Regions from separate parts of the Mus musculus genome. Here region 2 is linked to region 1. The links are chromatin contacts, called in public HiChIP or PLAC-seq maps. All regions are on one chromosome and are shown on one strand. The core of a region is the stretch at or near the end of the contact, and the rest is flanking DNA. Distances in the headings are between cores, read along the strand shown.

Region 1 (2,859 bases), core at 118-2,617:
TCCCAGCTTCTCCAAGGCCTGAGCTGAGAAACCAGATTTCTTCTGGGTGTACATCACTCTTTCCTCTCCTTTGAAGGACACTGAATTTCCATAAAACCACAAAGGCCAGAAGCACACTCAAGACCAAAATAGCACTGAGGTTAAAAAAAAAAAAAAAGAGTAACCTTGGTTAAACAGTGTCGCTCCACGGCCCATGGCCATTAAGTACTAATGCACTGGAGATGCTATGGTAGAATATATGGGCCCCCTTTTGAATCATAGGACCTTAGGCAATAAGAGCATAAACATTTGTTGGCAAGCAGGGCAATGAAGCAGAATGCAGTTAGTTCAGATGCAGGCATGTTGATTTCCTGTGCTATGCTCAGCTGGACTCTGAGATCGTCAGTACTGTGAACTCAAACCTACATCCCCAGCCAGATTCCTACAGAGGGAGGGGACAGGAGGGACGGATGGCCAGCTTGCTTTGCTCCTGTGTGCTCAGTCTAATCTGTACATATGTGCAGATCCATATTTAGAATTTGTCTAGGCAGAGAGTGGTGAGCCATGGAAGCTTTTGCTTATCACTTGAAGGATGCTGGGGAGTTGTACGCCAAGCTTCTATCAGGAGCCCTATTCTCTTCCTCCTCACAAATCCACAAAGACAGAATCTGCTGATGTGGAAACGAAGGCTGTCTGTCTGTCAAGGACACGGGACATTTGTGTCCTTCGCCTACCAGTTTCTGTCATATTGGCAGGCAGATGTAAGGCTCATGTGGGGCCACGGTGGGTCAATAACGTCAATATGGTTTTGAGTTTACATTCAGCTTTTCTTTGACTAAAGAGAGAGCTTTTATGTATAATTAAGGCTTGGAAAATGGTGTCAGCACTTTTCCTTTGAGAAAAAAAATAAAAAGGGTGAGGGCAGCTGCTAGATGGGCTAAAGTCTGTGGTCTTTCTCTTCAGTATTGTGGCTGGTGGTAACTCCAGGCTGTGATGTTTGCTGCCCTGGAGACATGAAATGTCCTATGGGAATGACTGTAACCAAGAGTCCCTCCCCCATTCTGTGTAGCTGCTGCACCCCCCTCTCAGATGAGTCCAAAATTTTCAGAGACAGCCTAGTTATGGCTAAGGTTTCAAGCCCCAAGTCCTTCACTGCTCTGAACGCCACCCTGATGTGACCTGTCACCTCCATTCCAACACTCTGAGAATAGCCCGCCCTGGTTGCCTCTGTGTCCTTGATGCTCAGCCATGTGTGACTCTGGCTGCCCAGACCTGAGGCTGCGGGTCTCAGGAAGGGCCAGCATCCTCAGTGAGCACCTCTCTCCGTACCACACACATCGGATTGATTCCAGAGAGCCTCAGAGAGGGCTGTGTGCCTTTCAGTGTAACAAAATCACTGTGGTAGTGGTTCCCAAGTTCTTCCTCAGATCTGGTAACCCCCCCCCCCAACCCCAAGAGCCCTCCGATATCATTCCCCTGGCTCCCCCTAGTGGCCCAGGGGTCCCCAACCAGAACGTTTTTTATTACAGGGTTTTTTTTGTTTTTTGTTTTTTTTTGTTTTTTGAGATTATAATATAATTACATCATTTCTCACTTTTCTTGCCAAACCCTCCCACATACCCCTCCTTGGTTTATAAGTTCATCATCTGCCTAAGGAGATTTCTGATGAGCCTGTTTCTATACCACATGTGAGGGCAACTGGATCCACCCTGATTCTAAACCCAGAATGTGGGGTCCTGGGAACTCTGGTGTTTTTATGCTCCCATCTCTGAATGCTAGTCAAAATTTCTGCCAGGGACCTTAGGGGCCACTTACCTTTGAGGTTGGGTTGGGACATCTTGTCTTTTTGTTTGTTTTATTTTGAAGACAACATGAGCCGACTCTGGCCTGGACCTCATCCGGGAATGCAGATGGGGCTCAGCTTTAAATGATTGCCTGCCTTAGTTTCCCCAGTGATCAGTAGCAGCGTGAGCTATGGTGGCAGTCTACTTTAATGAGAAGTCCAAGAGTAGAAGGTGAGGGACCAACTATCTCTGATGCTATGTCTGGCACCAGTCCTAAGCCATCCAGGTTGCTGATTTCTAACAGCTGTGTTAGAAAAGTTCATGGACATCACTAACATTTCTCTCTTGTGTGTTTCAGCCACACAGTTCTCAAATATCCACAGACACCATAGCAGCCCAGGTGAGCCAAACTAAGCAGCCAGCATCACTGCCCTCATGTTGAGCCACAGGGGTTGGGTCCTCAGAGTGCTGCTGCCACTGCTGCGAATTTGTATATATTTTTAAAGAAAAGTAAGCAAGTTAAGTTTATTGCAAAGGAAGGCTATAGCTCTCTGCAGCAGAGGAAAGGGTCAGAAACTGGTTGCTCTGCGGGTAATTTTAATTTTTTTTTCTATTTAGTTGCTTTTTTTCTTACTAAAGAATAAGGGGTTTTCTGTTAGACATAACTTAAAGGATCTTTGTTAGGGAATAGGGTGAGGGTATGGGAAGGGGCAGTTTGGGGTGGGTAAGCATGGGACCTCTTGGTTCAGAGCCTGGCTCCACTGTTTTTACTGGACCATTGAATGAATGGTCCACAGCCAATACCCACCCATCTGTGCCTTCATCTTCGGGACTGGCCTAGGTAAAGCTGTAAGCCTCCCTTACTCCATGTAGACCATTCTTACTGGAAATGAGGCCAGGACACAAGTCTATACCTCTGACCTTTCATTTGGGCACATTAATGCTTCACAATTTTGACAAAGGGAAGTTAACTTGGGTTTGGAAAGTTAGGAAAAGGTGTTGCTGCCATGCAGATCCCTTGCTCAATGAGGGCCAGTGAATCCTTTGCCCACTGAGTGCCAGCTCTCTCTCTCTCTCTCTCTCTCTCTCTCTCTCT
Region 2 (2,979 bases), core at 25-2,524, 240 kb before region 1:
TTCTCCAAGCATAGGAAGAATGTGTGTGTTTGTGTGTCTGTATTGTATGTGTGGTATATGTGTGTGTCAGTGTGTAGTGCATGTTTGTGTGGTATCTGTGTGTGAGCATGATGTACATGTGTGTGATTAATGATGTGTATTGAGTGTACAGTATAGGCATATGTGTGTAGTGTATGTGTGTGTGTGTTGTGTTTGTGTTGGTACATGTGTATGTGTGTGTATTCCTGTGCTTTTGTGTTAGTATATGTATGGTGTGTGTGAGTATGAGTGTGAGTGTGAGTGGTATATGTGTGTGAGTGTGGTGTATATGTGTACATGTCTGAGAGTGTGTGTAATTGTGTAAATGTGTGAGATAGATGTATGCATGTATATGCATGTGAGGTTTCCTGAGCATGTGTGTACAGAGGCCAAGATTAATTTTGTCTCCCACTATTGCATCTCACTTTGTCTTGAGACAGGGTCCATTACTGGACCTCGAGCTCACATGTTCTGTTGACTGTCTGGCTAGAAAGCCCCAGGGGATCCACCCGTCTTTGCCTCATTCTTAGCCTCAGCACTGCTAAATCCCACACCTACGCCTATTCCCTGCTCTGGGGTTTTTTTGTTTTATATGGGTGCAGGGGATTTGAACTCAGGTCCCCAGGCTCTTACACCAGTCTTTTTTATCCACTAAGCTATCATCTAGCTCGATACTTTCTTTTCCACGTGAGCCCTGAGTTTGTCTTTTTCCAGGCCTCAGGGCATATCTATGACCTCTTTGTCAAAGGCCATAGCTGGCAAATCCTCAGTAGTGTTTACTAATTTCCTAACACATTCAGAAGTTTCTGGACAGACTCTGTAGGATTCATTAATTTGTCCAGAAACAAAGACCCCTATGCTCTGGGTATGAGCTAGGCAGCACTGAGAGAAATTGTAAGTCAACATAGATTTATAAGTAGGGCTGTAGGAGCCATTTCCTGTTGTCACATTTTAAAAGGAGCTCATTTAAAGTTCAGCTTATTATGGATTGAGAAGAGCTGGCAGAGCATTCAGGACAAATATTTTTGGGCTCAGAACATGCGTGAGGTCATTGTGCCCTCACACGATTCTTCTGTGGAGATGGATCCTGGTAATAGGAGCCGGGAAGCTGGAATCTGTTCCTGGAAGCGCCTCCGACTTGACTCATCCTTAATCCATTATCCAGGACATCTCTTCTTGGATCTCTGCATTGCTCTTTCCTCTGGAAGATGTGGCCACACACTCCAGCTCTGACCTTCAAGCATCCTTCAGTCTCCAGTAGCCTGGTGGCAACTTCCTGGAAGCCAGTGGAGGAAGCAAAACCAGACAGCCAAGGCGTGAGGGAGCTGGAGGGGTCACTCTCTTGGCAGCTTAGCTTAGGGTAACTGTAGAGTGGGGGATGGGGAGCTTGTTCACCTCTGCCTTGAAGGCTTGTATCGGAATGGGAAGCTCTGAAATGCTTCCTGAATTTAGTTCTGGGGGATATGCCAAGTGAGTAATTGCATGATTTTTTTAACAGCATAGAGACACTAAGGACAGATGCGTTCGAAAGCTTTTATATTCTGCAAGAGTAATAATTTGTTTTGACTTAAACGACATTAGACATGGGGAGAGGGGCTAGGGGATGATGCTAGGGGTAGGGAGTCACATAGGGCCTCTCTAGATGTGCCATCAGTGACAGAAATCTAACACATGTGCTCATCTTTCTGAGGCTGTCCAAATGGAGCATGGCCAGACTTCCCCCCCAAACCCCCGAAGTCCTGTTTGCTAGGGATGACTTTCTGTGCTCATGGTAGTTATGAGGGCCCTTCTGGAAACATCACTCCTGGTCTGACATGGGGAGGACGTGCACCTTTGTTCCATAATACATAATTAAAGACTCCGACAATGAGTGGCCTCCATACATAAACCAAGTTTCCCAGTAAAAACAAAAGATCTCTATGGAAGATTTTAGAACTCATTATCATTTCAAGGCACGGGATGGAGGTCGGCAAACGTCTGTTCCATGAAGTGAGCAATCTTATAACTCTTTAAAAAAAAAAAAAAAGAGGGAAACAGCTCATGGTTTCCAGATTGTCCTTCTGTTTAATCTGTTTGATTAAAATTTGAAGGAGAGAGAATTAATATCTGTTACCTTCCTTGTCTGATAAGGAATGGTGATTGAGCGGAAGTCAGGGATTGAATTGTTCTAAGGGTTCTGAAGGGAGGGTCTATCTCAGTCCATCCAATGCTCTGAACAACTGCTGTAGAGTGGGGGCTGGGGTGTAGAGGTCAAAATGACCACTTCCCAGTTAAAGCAGACCAGCATGTGAAGTCATCCAGATATCCCTGCCCTGCCCAATCGGCTCTCTGAGGCAGGAGGACCACAACAGTGAGTGTTCCAGACTACTCGTTCTCCCTTTCTTCCCTGGAGCCTGCCACAGCTTGACAATGTACTAAGTTGCAGGTTCTTTTTGATGAAGAGGTATAGAGGTTCCCTTACATGACGATAACCTGACACAGGAACTGAGGGATGGATAGTCCCAGCAGTTAACCTGACACGGGAACTTGGGGATGGATAGTCCCAGCAGTTAACCTGACACGGGAACTTGGGGATGGATAGTCCCAGCAGTCTGTGAGGCCACTTTTCTCTTGTCTTCAAGCTTAGACATTTAACAACAATGGCTAACTTGTGCTGATAGCCATATGTACAGAGAAGCTGGTATGGTACACATCTGCCAGGATGCATGGGGACTCAGAGCCAGATGGGTTGTATCCAAAGCCCAGCTCTATCACCTTGTTTACCATTAGTAACCTTAATCTCTTGCAGGCTTCATTCATAAAATGGAGACATAAGACAGTTCTAATGAAGTTGGTAGGATGCAATTCAACAATAAATGAAAATTGTTAGTTTACTCCCTGATACTAAGTTGTGTGTGTGTGTGTGTGTGTGTGTGTGTGTGTGTGTGTGTGTGTGTGTAAGCATGGGTGTGGAGGTCAAAG

Evidence for each region. HiChIP or PLAC-seq counts read pairs in DNA pulled down with a chosen protein or histone mark.
Region 2: an H3K27ac HiChIP or PLAC-seq map of cardiomyocytes shows a contact between it and region 1, with 2.1 times the contacts expected there. The contact joins two enhancer-like sites. A contact is called at or near these places in 4 of 484 Hi-C or Micro-C datasets (the N1E-115 cell line, bone marrow-derived macrophages, muscle stem cells and 1 more) and 3 of 115 datasets of contacts at active chromatin or transcription factors (bone marrow-derived macrophages, cardiomyocytes and differentiating embryonic stem cells).

The regions. Positions count from the first base shown.
Region 1 is chr17:9,758,114-9,760,972 of GRCm38.p6, reverse strand. The region is part of intron 3 of 4930452A19Rik (RIKEN cDNA 4930452A19 gene); the gene reads left to right. Among named protein-coding and RNA genes, the nearest start is that of 4930452A19Rik, 16 kb to the left of the region's middle. Within about 2 kb of position 1,367, at least 47 of the 459 cell types and tissues checked have an H3K27ac peak or open chromatin away from gene starts, as enhancers often do. A contact at or near this core is called in cardiomyocytes and muscle stem cells, where this site is marked.
Region 2 is chr17:9,999,531-10,002,509 of GRCm38.p6, reverse strand. No RefSeq gene overlaps it. Among named protein-coding and RNA genes, the nearest start is that of Gm34799, 94 kb to the right of the region's middle. Within about 2 kb of position 1,274, at least 39 of the 459 cell types and tissues checked have an H3K27ac peak or open chromatin away from gene starts, as enhancers often do. A contact at or near this core is called in cardiomyocytes and muscle stem cells, where this site is marked.